Regions from separate parts of the Mus musculus genome. Here region 2 is linked to region 1. Evidence: chromatin contacts called from public promoter capture Hi-C data. All regions are on one chromosome and are shown on one strand. The core of a region is the stretch at or near the end of the contact, and the rest is flanking DNA. Distances in the headings are between cores, read along the strand shown. Region 1 holds the start of 2510039O18Rik (RIKEN cDNA 2510039O18 gene). Region 2 holds the start of Agrn (agrin).

Evidence for each region. Promoter capture Hi-C pulls out the DNA fragments that hold promoters and counts their contacts.
Region 2: a promoter capture Hi-C map of pre-B cells shows a contact between it and region 1. The contact joins the promoter of Agrn here to the promoter of 2510039O18Rik in region 1. A contact is called at or near these places in 6 of 39 promoter capture datasets (cranial neural crest, frontonasal cranial neural crest, liver and 3 more).

Annotation. Positions count from the first base shown.
Region 1 is chr4:147,938,141-147,945,339 of GRCm38.p6, forward strand. It overlaps 2510039O18Rik (RIKEN cDNA 2510039O18 gene), which reads left to right and starts at 2,755. Exons shown (of 3, transcript NM_029841.3): 1 at 2,755-3,917; 2 at 6,468-7,199. The coding sequence starts at 2,885.
Region 2 is chr4:156,193,038-156,200,236 of GRCm38.p6, forward strand. Agrn (agrin) reads right to left here and starts at 4,451. Exons shown (of 36, transcript NM_021604.3): 1 at 4,177-4,451; 2 at 2,207-2,468. The coding sequence starts at 4,383. It overlaps Gm46878 (a long non-coding RNA gene), which reads left to right. Exons shown (of 4, transcript XR_003955191.1): 4 at 5,481-6,466. It overlaps Isg15 (ISG15 ubiquitin-like modifier), which reads right to left. Exons shown (of 2, transcript NM_015783.3): 2 at 6,387-7,029. The coding sequence ends at 6,547.

The DNA of each region.
Region 1 (7,199 bases), core at 1,505-4,004:
ATGGGCGTCCACCTCATTGTGCAGAGGTCAACTCACACTCTCACAGATGGTAGAAGAGAGGCCCAGGGCTATCCAGCAGCAAGCTCAAAGTCACAAGACCAACCAGAGGAAGCGACCTCAGCAGAATCTAGAACATTTGCTTCCTAGCAGGGACTTAGAGCCAGGAGCTGCTGCAGCTGGAGACAGGACTTGGCGCCAAGCATCCACCAGCATCCGCCGGGTGTTTTAGACCCAGAAGGTTGAGGACTGAGATCTCCAAACCCTTGGAGGAGGAAGTACAAGTGTAAATGGGGGAAGAACCAGCCAGCCTTGTTGGCTGGCTCGATTTTCAAAGCTCTTCCTCCAAGCTCACAACTGCCTTTCTCGTAAAGCTGTCACTTCTGTTTGCAAAACAAGAAACTAAGGCTCGAAGCAGTATCATCTGCCTGGCATCACACACCTGATGTGGGACCACAGTAAGGAAGCATCAGCCAGCTCCCAGCTAGAACTGCCTACAGCGATATACGCCAGATAGAAAACATTCCTGGGCAGTCATCAGAGTACAAATTAAAAGAGGGATCAGTTTTATAAACTGCCTGACCTTTCAAGAGGAAGAATTCACTCTTGTGAAGCCTGGCCTTACTCTTTTGGAACCTGTTTCCTGTTTGTTTCATCAAATTGCTAGAACTTGAGCCCAATCCAAGCTTCGTGTAGGGTGGCCTGTTTCTTTAAGCAAGAGGTGGTGGCTGCTGCCCAGATGTTGCCTCTAGTATTTCTAGTACGTGCTCCACGTGCAATGGACTGTTAAAGGCACAGGACTCCAATTTAATAGGAAACTGCTGGACAACTTCAGGATGGGAAGTTGTCCACACACAAACATGCATGCGGTTTCCTCCTGTCATCCATTAAAAAGTGGAGCTGGAGAGATGGTTCAGCAGTTAAGAGACTGGCAACTCACACGTGCCTGTAACTCCAGGGATCCCATACCATCTTCTGATTTGGACATACAACAATGTGCACATAGAGGCGTCAGCTCTCTCCTTCTACCACATAGGTCCTAGGTACAGAACTTAGGTCATCACACTTGCTGGCGAATGCTTTTACCTGCTGAGCCATCTTGCCATTAGATTTTTATTTTAACTTTAAGGTTCTGGGAAATCACTAGTGCTAGAGGAATATTCTGTTCTGAGCTAATAGTCTGCTAAAAAAAAAAGTGTGGTTGTTTTAGTTTGTTTTGAAATATGGTCTCACTGTGTAGACAGGCTAGCCTTGAACTTAGTAAAATCTACCTGCCCCTGCCTCTTGAAGAGTCAGATTAAAGATATGTGTACAACAACTGGCTAAAATGTGCTACTGAGCTCTGGGGTGTTTGTTTGCTTGCTTGCTTGCTTTAGTTTTTCTTTTTCTTTCTTTTTTTTTACACTGTAGCTGTCTTCAGACATTCCAGGAAACGGCATCAGATTTCATTACGGATCCCACCATGTGGTTGCTGGGATTTGAACTCAGGACCTTTGGAAGAGCAGTCGGTGCTCTTAACCGCTGAGCCATCTCACCAGCCCACTTTAGTTTTTCAAGACAGGGTTTCTCTGTGTAGTCCTGGCTGTCCTGGAACTCTGTAGACCAGGCTGGTCTCCAACTCCGAGAATTACCTGCCCTGCCTCTTAAATGCTAAGACTAACAGCATGTGCCACCACTGCTGGGCTCTTAGCATTCATTTTTGTGTGAAAATAAAAATGGGTAAAAAGCTGGACAAATGCCTTTGATTCTAGGGACTGGGGATGCTGAGAAAGGATCTTTTGGGCCTAGGAATTGTTTGAAGTCCAGTCTGGACAACAAAGGAAAGATTCTGTCTCAAAGATAAATAAAAATAAAAATCAAATCAAAACAGGACGAGCATTCTTCCAATGCGACACTGGCTTGCCACCTCAGCATACAGTTTTCTGTCTGCCTACAACCCACTAGAAGCCACCTTAAGTGACCGTTCAATTGTCAACTGTGAATTTGCAACAGCCCGTCTGGCTCTGGATTGCCCAGAATCCAAAGTGAAAACAATCGCCCACTGTCTACCTAGAATTCAAAGTGGAAACAACCACCCCACTGTCTGCTCCAGTGCTCCCAATGAATTCCGCCCCCCTCGCCCTTCCCCCCATATGGATGCTCCGGGTCTTGTCAAAGTATGAGATCTTAATGTTTCGCGTTATTTAATGAGTTAAAACTCAAGATTGACATCAAGAAAACTACTTGCTGTGTTCAAGAAACAGGCTGGATTTATGTCCCACTCTGGTGTACTCGCAGCCAGGCAGGTTTGAAACGCTGCCAACAAAATATTTCCTAGGAAATAATTTTTCAGTGGCTACCCTTCCTCCTCCTCTTCCTTCCCTCCTCCCTCCACTTCATTCCTCCCTGTCTCCTTCCCTTCTTTCTTTCCTTCCATTTACCCCCATGTCTTTTCTTCATTCAGTTAAATATAGTTTACAGAAACAGTACGTTCTTATTTTTTAACTTTAGGGCTGTTGAAACCATCAGCAGCAAACGAGGCGCAGCACATGTTGGGTTTGGCTTGCTCTCTGACTTTCTTTTCTTGCTCTCTTTTTTCCAACAAGCCGTTTGGACTCCTGCCCACACTCTTCCCTTCCCCACCCCGCCCCTCAGTCCAGGCCCCGCCCCCAAGGAGACCCCGCCCCCTCTCCAAATCCCGCCCCTGGCCGCTTTTCCACCTTGTCGCAAAAGACTCAGCGACGCCTTACGGCCGGTGGCGTTTGACGTCTAGGAGGCAACCAAGAAGAAGGAGGAAGCGGTGAAGGTGTCTGCTGGGGTGGCTGCGGCGGGCGTTGAGGAGGGCGCGGCGACGCGGCCCGGGGAGTGAGCGGCGGCGGCCGGGCGGGCAGGTTGGGCGGCGGGCCCGATGTGGCTGCAGCAGCGCCTGAAGGGGCTGCCGGGGCTGCTGTCGAGCAGCTGGGCCCGCCGCCTCCTCTGCCTGCTCGGCCTCTTGGTGCTGCTCCTGTGGTTCGCGAGCTCCGGGGCGCGGCGGGCGGCGGGCGGCCTGCACCTGCCGTCCTGGGCCCGCAGCGAGCCGGGCGCCGCCGAGCCGTCTGCCTGTCTGGAGGCGGCCACCCGCGCGTGGCGCGGCCTGCGTGATCGCGGCGAGGCGGTGCCGCTTGGCCCCGGGGTGCCAGCCCTGGTGGCCAACGGCTTCCTGGCTCTGGACGCCTCCAACAACCGGCTGTGGGTGACGCCCGGAGAGCGGGAGCCTGCCGTGACGCCGGACTTCGTGCCCTTCGTGCAGCTACGCCCGCTGAATGTGGTGGCCGAGGCTGGAGAGGCGGTGCTGCTTCTGCGGGAGGGCCTGCTGCGCCGAGTGCGCTGCCTGCAGCTGGGGACCCCGGGCTCGGGCCCTGCCGCTGGTGTCCCCGGGCCCGCCTCGGCCTCCGGGCTCTCCGCGGGGTCGGGCCGGGACTGCGTGCTACTGCAGGAGGACTTCCTGGCGCACCGAGGCCGACCCCACGTCTATCTGCAGCGCATCCAGCTCAACAATCCCACGGAGCGCGTGGCCGCGTTGCAGACTGTGGGGCCCACCGCAGGCCCAGTCCCCAAATCCTTCACCAGCACCCTGGAGAAGGTCGGAGATCACCAGTTTCTCCTCTACTCGGGCCGGTCCACACCCCTTCCATCGGGGCTGGTGCACTTGGTCGTGGTGACCTCTAAGAAGTTAGTGAACAGGCTCCAGGTGGCTCCCAAGACACAGCTGGACGAGACGGTGCTGTGGGTGGTGCACATCTCTGGTCCCATCCACCCCCAGGTGCTCAAAAGCAAAGGAGCCAAGGAGCTCAAGGCGCTGCAGGACTTAGCACGGAAGGAGATGCTGGAGCTGTTGGAGATGCCCGCCTCGGAGCTGCTTCAGGATCACCAGTACCTCTGGGCCCAGCTCTTCAGTCCCGGTGAGGCCTCGTTGCGGGCTTGGTGCCCAGCCACCACTTGACGTCCGTGTGCATACTGTCCACTTTAGTGGTGTCCCCCCATGCTCGGTGGTGGTCACACAGAGGGTTGCAACTTGGCCTTGATGTTCAACGGTTGGCTCTTCTTAAACACTTTGAAGCTATATGATCTTGGCTCTGTGGTCTTAGCTTTTTGAGCCATAACAGTAAGTTTTATAAGGTTTTAGTGGAGGTTTGAGTGTACACGTTCAGTTTTATTGTCTGTTCTTGGCCTTGAGGCCTGACCTGAGCTGGTGGAGGGGTTTGGTTTGTGAGGGGGAGAGAGTCAGTTTGTAAAGAAGAAACCATCAGGGAGATGCAGAGGCACTCTGTTTTGGCCACCGGAACTTGTTTCTGTCTGACTTCAGCTTCTGACATTTGAGACTAAGATTCACCTTGCCACTGTAGTGGCAGTGCTAATTAATGCCAGAATGCTGGAGACTTCCTCCAGTGCGTGAATGTGCAGGCAAAGCGAAAACTTTCTTAAAAAAAACAACAGCAAAAAACAAAAACCTCTTATTTATTCTTTGGAAATGAAAACCTTTCCTGTCAACTGTTTAAGAAAAGAAATACAATCCACAGTCAGTACTGAGTTTTGGTTTTCAGGGTTACAGTTACCATCACTCCCCTATGGTTGTGCAGAGAGAGTTTTGTTCAGTCAAGAGGTATCTCCCTGGCGGGGCAGTGGTGCCTTACGCCTTTAATCTCAGCACTTGGGAGGCAGAGGCAGTTGGAACACTGTCTCAAAAACAAAAAACAAAAAAAAAAAGTAGCTGTAGACCAGGCTGGCCTCAAACTCAGAAATCCACCTGCTTCTGCCTCCCAAGTGCTGGGTTTAAAGGCGTGCGCCACCACTGCCCGGCTGGCAAGCAAGTTTTATCCACGAAGTGCTTGCTTTAGTCTGGTTTGGGAGAAGACAGGAACATGAACATTTTAAGAGGGACAACTCTGGAAAGCTCTGTGAAGAACCTGGATTGTGTAGTACTGGCAAGGGTATGGGGTGGGAGGGCCACCCCTCTGCTCCCTGGTATAGAGACACTCAGTTAGGCCTGAGTGGCAAGAAGCAGCCAGTCATGTGACCAGAAAGAGGGCATTCAAGGCTGGAGACTGCCCTAAGCAGGTTAAGCCAGGTGCTGAGCAGGATCAGGGCGGTGTGAACTTGAAGCCTTGAGGAAGGACCAGGAGTTTATTCTGAGATGGGAGAATGGGAATGAGCAGAGTATACACTAAGGGGAAATAGGTACATAGACAGGGCAAGGGGGTCTTGGGAGCCCAAGGGCAGGAGGAGACATCCCAGTCATGACATGGACATAGAAGTGGTGGGTCTTGGTGTTTTGGAGGGAGGACTGTTAGGCAGTGGTTTGTCTGTGGGAAGCGAGACCTGGAGGGCAGCTCCCTGATTTGGGGTTGTGAACAGTTCACCCTAAGTCAGTTGTGCCTGTCAGATACCCAGGTGCAGATGCTGAGGGGGGTGATGAGCCCCATGAGTCTAGACTCATTTTAATAGGGGGCCATGTCACTTAAAGCCACAGTGCTGAACCAGGTTAGGGTGCTTTCAGGCTGTAATCTAGCACTCCAGGAGAGTGAGGCAGGAGGATGACATACATAGAGAGCCTGCCTCCAAAAAGAAAAAAATTGAATAAAATCAGATATTAAGATAGCTTTAATAGGAACTGGAGAGATAGCTCAGTGGTTAAGAGTACTTGTTGCTCTTCCACAGGATCTGGGTTTAATTCCCAACACGCTTGTGGTGGCCCACAATATACTATAACTCCAGTTTCAAGGGATCAAGGTCCAAGAGACCTGCACATAAATGATGCTTAGGCACATATGCATATATACAAACATAAGATAAATTATAAGCTATAGTTATTAGAGTGATAGAATAACCAGCCAGTATTGACTATAACACAGATGCTCTGTGATTGGGAGTTCTAGACCATAGGATTCACACCAAGTCCTGACAAGTGTATGGTGCTCTTGGTTCTGCCAGGAGGTCTGCCACACTCCTGTTAGAGTCCCTATTAGTTAACTCTACGTCACTGCAACAAAAGCGATTTGCTGAAGAAAGTTTATTTTGGCTTACAGTTCAAAGAGGGGCAACTCATCATGGTGGGAAAGACACAGTAGCAGAAGTAGGAGGTGGCTGGTTGGTCACACGGCTTCTGCAAGTCAGGAAGTCGGGAGAGATGAATGCTGGTACCTAGCTACAGTCTTGGATCTCAGTCCATGGTATAGGACAACCAATATTTACGGTGGCTCTTCCCGCTTCAGTCTAATGTAGAAAATCTTACGTAGACAGGCACGGATGCGTGTTTCTGTGGTGATTTAAGTCCTACCACATTCAATCAAGATGGGCCATCTCAGGAAGTAAGGACAGCTCTACCACACCCAGGGCACTGCTATCTTTTATTGCTGATCCAAAGCTCTACCTTCTGTAGCTCTCACCTTTGTTCCATCTCTTCTGCCTCCAGCCAGGCCTTCCTCCCTAACGTGCAACCTCTGGTATTACAGGTGTGGAGATGAAGAGGATCACGGATGCTCACACGCCATCTGGCCTGACCGTGAACCTGACCCTGTACTACATGCTCTCCTGCTCTCCAGCCCCACTGCTCAGCCCCTCTCTGAGCCACAGGGAACGCGAGCAGATGGAGGCAACGCTCAACTATGAAGACCACTGCTTCAGTGGCCATGCCACCATGCATGCCGAGAACCTGTGGCCTGGCCAGCTCTCCTCAGTGCAGCAGATCCTGCAGCTGGCTGACCTGTGGAAGTTGACCCTCCAGAAGCGCGGCTGCAAGGGGCTGGTGAAGGTTGGCGCTCCGGGCATCCTGCAAGGCATGGTGCTCAGCTTCGGCGGGCTACAGTTCACAGAAAACCACCTGCAGTTCCAGGCCGACCCCGAGGTGCTCCACAACAGCTATGCGCTTCACGGCATCCGCTACAAGAACGACCACATCAACCTGGCTGTGCTGGTGGACGCTGAGGGCAAGCCCTACCTGCATGTGTCTTTGGAGTCCCGAGGCCAACCCGTCAAGATCTACGCCTGTGAGGCAGGCTGCCTCCATGACCCCGTAGAGCTGACCTCAGAGCCTGGAGGCCACACCTTCTCTGTCATGGTGACCCAGCCCATCACACCACTGTTGTACATCTCCACCGACCTCACACATCTGCAGGACCTGCGGCACACGCTGCACCTTAAGGCCATCCTGGCCCACGATGAGCACATGGCCCAGCAGGATCCCG
Region 2 (7,199 bases), core at 3,201-5,700, 8.3 Mb after region 1:
TTGTGCCAGGTACTGGCTGGAATAGACAACACTTCCTTTCTCTGCTCCTGGCTCTTAGTGGGGAAGTACAGGTCCCCAGCCAAGCTTGTGTCTCTCCTGGGGGCTTCAGAGAAGGGCCAGTTCAATTTTCTCTAGCAATGGGGTGAGGATAATAATGGGCCTATGCTCAGTAAAAGGATTCTCCACTTCCCTGACAAAACTTTATCAGAGTGAGTGGTCCCTTTCCAGAAGGAGCAGCAGCCACTCCTGCCCACAGGTGATGCAAAGGGAAGGGCACATACCTGCCCCAGCTATGCCAGGAATGTGGCTCCCCAGGCAGAGGACCGGAGGAGCCTTTCTGGGGTGGGGGAGGGGCTGGCTGGCAGGGGGGTGTTCCTGGAGTGAACAAGAGGTCAGGAGTAGCCCAGACTTCACCCAGTTCTCAGTGGGGGAGGGGTAGAGTAGGCGTCCTGGGGGAAGAACTGGAAGTCAGGTTGGTGGGTTGAGCTTGCTGAGGATCTAGGATGAGGTTGATAAGCCTCAGATCACCTACAGATCAGGAAATGGAGCCACCTTCAGAGGTGTAGGCAAGAGATGTCTCAGTTCCATCCTAGATCCTAAGTTCTGACGCCTCCTTGGGTGTTCTGACAACTCACCCTGCGGCACTCTGGTCTGCTTTCAAAACAGATTCTACGGAACATTTCAGGCTTCTTAATAGTGGGGCCCAGGCGTCGTGCCCTACGCCCCCCCTGTACCTCTCACACACCTTAAAGCACCTCTTCAGCCTCCCTGGCTCTATCTACTACTTAAGAGTCTTCAGTCCCATATCTGTCATCCTGCGCCTTCCCTTCCCACTCCTGGGCTCTGGTTAAATGCTGGTCTCTGAGTCTTAGGAGCGAAGTATTCCTAGGGTCAGCCACGCACAAGTGCACAGGAGGGAGGCCTCCTTTCCATGGTTCTTCTTCCCAGCGGTCCTGCTCCAGATGGGCTCTGCCAGCACCAAAGCCAGAGGGTAGCATGGGCATCGGTGGCTTTGATGAGAGGCTAAACCTTGTTCTGTATAGGCTGAACACCCTACCCTGACCTCTGATCTCAGGGGAAGTCCTCAGTTACTGAGTCACAGACCCTCAAGCTACTAGATACACCCGGCTATTAATGATTCACCCTCTTAATCTTGTAGGGACAAAGGACTATGGTTCCTCCTCAGCCCCCTAAACACCCCAAGTTGACATATCTATCTTTGGCCTCACATACACATCTCCCCCACTTTTCCTGCCCCCCAGTTTCCCAGAGCACGAGCTTCCATAGTACTAGAATCTCTGGTTCTTCTCTAGTTAGGGTCTCAGAGCCCAGAAGCGGCCAAACCTGGCTGAGAGGCCACAGGGCTCCATTCCGGCCCTGCCCCTCCTATACTGATTTCCCTAAGACCAGCATAGAGACAGGGTTCCAGAGATACCGCTCAAGTGTCAAGCCAGCATCAAAGTAGAAAGAGACAGGCCATTTAAGTCTTCCGGCAAACACATCACATCAGAGGACCAGAGGTCGTGACCCTTGCCATTGCTCTGAAAAGGAAGTTTCAGTCCCCAGCCCTACAACCCTTCCAGCCAGCCATGAGGTAACAGAGTGCAGTAGTAGCAAGGAAAAAAAGCATTCGTTACCACATTTACCCCCAAAGGTGTCAGCCACCAACTGGGGGTGTACTGAAGAAGAGAGAGGGGAGACCTGGATGGCAAGGTAATTCTGTTCACCTTCAAGAGGATGGCAGTATAATCCCACAAACTGTGTGCCTCTGGAACACACAGGAGAGTTCTCCACCTTCCAATCCCCTGTGCCTAGCCAATCCAACCAGATGTTTAGAGGTCTGTAGGAATAAGTGGTATGCATTTACCTGCTCCCAGTTTCCATAGAAAAGGATCTTTGAAGGGGGAGTGTAGAGTGCTGAGGGAAAAAGGAAGACAAAGCAGAGACACCTGTCTGTTTTCAGGACAGCAGCCTTTTTGTTTATGGCTCCAAGACCAAACAAAGAGCTAACATCAGAGCTTGGGGTTTTTCAATCTGTGTGGCTAGAGAAGGAGCTAGGAGCAATAACGCATCACAGGTAGGCGGCGGGGTGATGGTTTACTCTCCTGCCCACGGCAAGCTCTCCTCTGCACCCCACCCTGATCCCATAAATTTCTGTCACTATCAGCAAGCCACTGGCCCTTAAAGGAACACTCTCACCACGCACCTTCTACACAGAACTCCACCTCTTCCAGGTTCCGCAAAGTGATCCGCATAAGGCTGGAGTTGAGCATCAACTCATTCTTGTGGGCTGGCCACAGGTAGGGTGGTGCTGGGTTCACAAAGAAGATTCTAGTGTCCCCGGTGGACACCTGGTTGTCGCAGATGAGGGGGTCTCCAAAGCCACCAATTACCACCTTGTTGCCACCATCCAGCAGGCTCTCTTGGGCCACCACATCTTTGCCTTTCAAGTACCGCCACACTCGAACCTGAGCGGACATGGAAGTAAAAGTGTATTGGTCCTATGAGGACAGGGTTGCAGGCTGGACACCTGGACCCTTCCCCCTCTCTGGTCTCACTAGCTCAAGCCAATGTGCACAGTGAACCCCAGCCTTGGGCAGAGATGTTCCAAGGCTGCAGTGCAGTAGACACCTACTGGATTCAGGATGACATAAGAAGGCTAACAATCATCTAACCATCTAACAATTGTCCCACCTCAGGTCTATCCAGCCCAAGTCCAACTCTAAGGGTCCAGTCAGGACCAGACACTTTAGGTGAAAGGACTTAAGAGCAAGATCCCAGCTGGGATCTTCACAGCCTTGTGTGGGCCAACACCTCTCCCAGGAAGTAAAGACCCACTTCTTTGCTCCATAGTCTGCCTGAGTCTGTGCAGCGAGGCAGCTCTGAGCCACAAAGTCAAGTTTGGGCAATGCAAGTCAGCCCCACCCTCCACCTCCTTATTTAGGGCCCCGAGGGCACCCTTTCTGACAGACATGGCTGGAAGATGTAGCCCGCAGCGCCCACAGGATAAGTCCAGGGCCCCCAGACACTTTTTGGAAAGGATTTCTAGGAAGGAGCCCCTTATTGAGGCGCTCTGGGGATTTGGGGTTCTGGAATGGAGGGAGCAAAAAAGACAATGGGCAGCTTTTCCACCTGCCTAGCTCCTGCGAGACACCTAAGACTTGCAGCACCTAAAGAACTTTATCTACCTGCGCCCCCCACCCCCAACTATTGTGGGAGATAACCCAAAGGGGGAAAGCTCACAGTTCTCACACCTCCCCCACCCCAGCCACACCCAGGAGCAGCGGGGAGGAAGTCGGGAAAATCCTGCAGGGACTTGGCAAAGTGCCTCGGCAGGGAGAGGAGGGGGCCCAGCGGGGGGATCCCATGAACACACGGTACTCTGAAGGAAGTCACCATCCTTCTCATTCCCAAAGAGTAAGAACAAATCCTGTTTCCAGCGAAGCGATTTGAGGGACGAGGAGAACCAGCAACGGATATTCCGAGGGTATCGACCCCATACCTATTCCAAGGTGCTCTCAAATTCAGCTGCAGTTGAAACAGAGCTAATTCTACCGTATGGCAGGAGAAACCCAGTCCTTTGAGCCCCTGCGCCTCGAGCACAGGAAACTCAGCCACAGCCCTCTGCCCATTTCTCTGCTCCGGCTCGGACACGCGTTCGCTGCAGCACCTTACGCAGGCTCCCCGGGTTGCAGATTAGACCACACACCCCTGACTCCCTGCAGACCACCCCTCGCCCTGGTAAAGGCCTCGCCACAGGTCGACTTCGTCCCCCCTCGTGCCTCCCCGAGCCCTATTCGTTCCTTTTGGCGAAGGTGTACACTTGTTCCCAACAAGAAAGAGGGGCTCTGGACAAGGGTGGGGGCGGGCACGACAGCAACCGGGGCCTGGACGCCGTGAAAGGAGCCACAGCGGCCCCGCAGTAACTTTCGCACCGAGCGGCGGAGTTTTCCGGGACCCGAGCGCCCCCCCCCCCCGGAGGCTCGGCGGTCGCCGAGGGAGCTCCAGCTGGGGCCGCAGAAACGTGCCGGGTTCGTTCCCACGGCTTGGGGACGGGGTCGCAGCGGGGCGGCCGGCACGCGAAGGGCGGGCCTCGGGGACGGGGACCACGGGGGAGAGGAGCCCCGGGCTGGGAATCCAGAGGGCTGGGTCTCGTGGGGTCCGGCCGGGGCCCACCTTGCAGGAGTAGGTGTGCTGCACCGGGTCCACGTTGAGGATCTCCTCCACTGTGCCGGTGAGCACCACGTTCGCCTCCTCCTCGCGCCGCTCCAAGGCGCGCTCCGGGCACGTCCCGCTGGCGCCCGGCACGGCTGGCGCGGCCGCCGCCAGGAGCAGCAGCAGCGGCAGCAGCGGGGCCGGGAAGCTCAGCCGCGGGCGGACCATGGCGCAGCCCGGAACGGCGGGAGGGAGCCGGGAGAGCGCGCGGGCCGGACCGCTCGGGGGGCAGGACTGGACCGCAGCGCGGCGGAGGAGGAGGGAGGGCGGACGGCGTGGGTGGGGCGGGGACTGGGCGGGGACGGGGCGGGGACGGCGTGGGTGGGGCGGGGACTGGGCGGGGACGGGGCGGGGACTGGGCGGGGACTGGCGGCCCCGCCCCGCCCCCTGAGGGCTCAGCCCGCCCCCCGCTCCCTGCGACCCGCGCGGGCAGCGAACAAAGCCCGGAGACTGCGGCGCCCGCCGAGCTGGGGCGGGGGCTCGGCCGGGTGGGTGGGTGGGTGGCCGCCTTGGGGGAGGGGGAGGCGTCGCGCCGGGGCCCCTCCCCCGTCCGCCTGAACTGTCCTCCCACCGGGAAATGCAGCTGAAGTCAGGTTGATGTATAATCGAGGGGCGACGTGCTGGGAATTCCAAGGGGCTCGCCCGGTCTGCACAGGAGACGCTGGCGGAGCCGGACCTTCCCTTCCCCAGCCTGACGCTAGGGCTGCGCGCAGAGGGCCCCGCGGCTGTCCCGGTGCCACCACAGGCCACGCCCCCTGCCGATGGCCGGTCAGCGGTGACTGTGCCGAATGCGCCCAGACCCGCCCAGTGTGATGCTCCTTGTGGACTTAAGTCTTCTCCAGTCTTGCTACAGAACCGTCCCCGCCCCCTCCGTCTCTCCCTCTGTGGACCAGAGCTTCCCCAGCTTGGCCTGGCTAAGTGCAGGATATAAACCGAGGCCCCCGGGAGCCAAGCTAGCACTAGACCTACAGGAGGTTGAAAGAACGCGCAGGGCGGTGGTGGCGCACTCGGGAGGCAGAGGCAGGTGGATTTCTGAGTTCGAGGCCAGCCTGGTCTACAAAGTGAGTTCCAGGACAGCCAGGGCTACACAGAGAAACCCTGTCTCAAAAAACCAAAAACAAAACAAACAAACCGAGAGAATGGGTGGGGGGGGGGGGGATAGGGGATTTTCTGGATAGCATTTGAAATGTAAGTGAAGAAAAAAATTTTGGAAAAAAAAAAAAACAAAAAAAAAACGAGAGAAGACACTATGCTATCTTCCATAGGCTGTTGAGCCAGAAGCCAGAGTGAAGTGTGAGTGTCAGCAGCTCTTCCTCCTGAGAAAGACTCCACCTTCTGGACCCAGATTTGAGGTCGCATCTACACAGTGGGCTCCAGCGTTGCTAGATCTGGCATCACCTAATCCAGATAAGCACAAACACACCAACCAGAAGGGGGTCTTCTGAGGTTCCACTCAAATTCTCTTAAAGGTCTGAAGGACCACAGAAGGACTTGTACTGACTTGCTTGTGCCCTAAGCGCACTCAAAGGCCCGAGTAAGCTGATAGAGGAAAAGACAAAGAGCCATCAGGCAGAAAGGGGGGTGAAGCTTTTTCAAATTGGGTGCCTCCTATCTGAGACATGATGTCCTTTGTGGACAGATGAGCCTCCAATTACTTGTGCCCATCTAACCTGCCTATAGTGGCCTCTTTATAGCCCCGATGAGGATGAGGTGTACTTGCTAACTACCATGTCCTAAACAGCAGGTGGCTGATTTGAATGGTGAGACCCCATCCTACCCTCTGTGAACTAGTGCAGGTGGGACTAGGAACACATACAAAAGAACACATCACCCTCCTTCACAGCTTACCCAGGTAAGAACATTCCTTCACTGTTCCCAAAGGATCTCAGCAGTTCACTGGTTCCATTAGGAGCCTCATCCTGCTACTGGTAGAAACTGGCCTAACCTGTCCCTGAGCCATATGTAGACATGGGGACATTTTTAGGGCCTGGCTGAGACTAAGGACTGGGTCCCAGCAAAAGTGTCTTTCTCCAGAAGTGAATTAATTACTCAAAGGGTCTGGAAGGGGCATTTCCTCACTAGGCTCTCACTGTGAAATCCTTGTCTCTTAACTTGGCAACCCAGAGCCTTCTCACCATGGATAGAAGGGCATTTCTGGAGAGGGACAAGCAAACAAGAGGCAGAGCTTTTTATTGCATCATCTTTTTTTTTTTTTGATATTTTTTCTAATTAGGTATTTTCCTCGTTTACATTTCCAATGCTATCCCAAAAGTCCTCCATACCCCCCCCCCCATCATCTTTTATAACCAACACTGGCTCTGGATGGGGGCCTTAGGCACACTGGTCCCCTCCCCCACCCCTCAGGCGCAAATGCTTGATCACTGTGCACTGGGGCTTTAGGCCATACTCCCCCAGCAGCTCCTTGTCCTCCATGGGCCTTCCCTCGAAGCTCAGCCAGAACTGGTCTTCGTGGACTTGTTCCCGCTGGGACACCTTCTTCTTAAGCGTGTCTACAGTCTGCGTCAGAAAGACCTCATAGATGTTGCTGTGGCCCCTTTCGTTCCTCACCAGGATGCTCAGAGGCTCGCTGCAGTTCTGTACCACTAGCATCACTGTGCTGCTGGGACCCAGACCCAGACTGGAAAGGGTAAGACCGTCCTGGAGCACTGCAGTTTGGTGGGCCAGGCGCTGCTGGAAAGCCGGCACACCAATCTTCTGGGCAATCTGCTTCTTCAGTTCTGACACCGTCATGGAGTTAGTCACGGACACCAGGAAATCGTTACCCCCCAGCATCTTCACCTTTAGGTCCCAGGCCTGCAAGCATCACATGGATTTAGGAGTGGTTCTCAACCCTCCTAATGCTATGACTCTAATAAAATGTTTCCATTCTTTAATACAGCTCCTGGAGTTGTAGTGACCCCCAACCATAAAACTGCTTTCATCACTACTTCATAACTGGTTTTGCTATATGCAGGATATCTGAT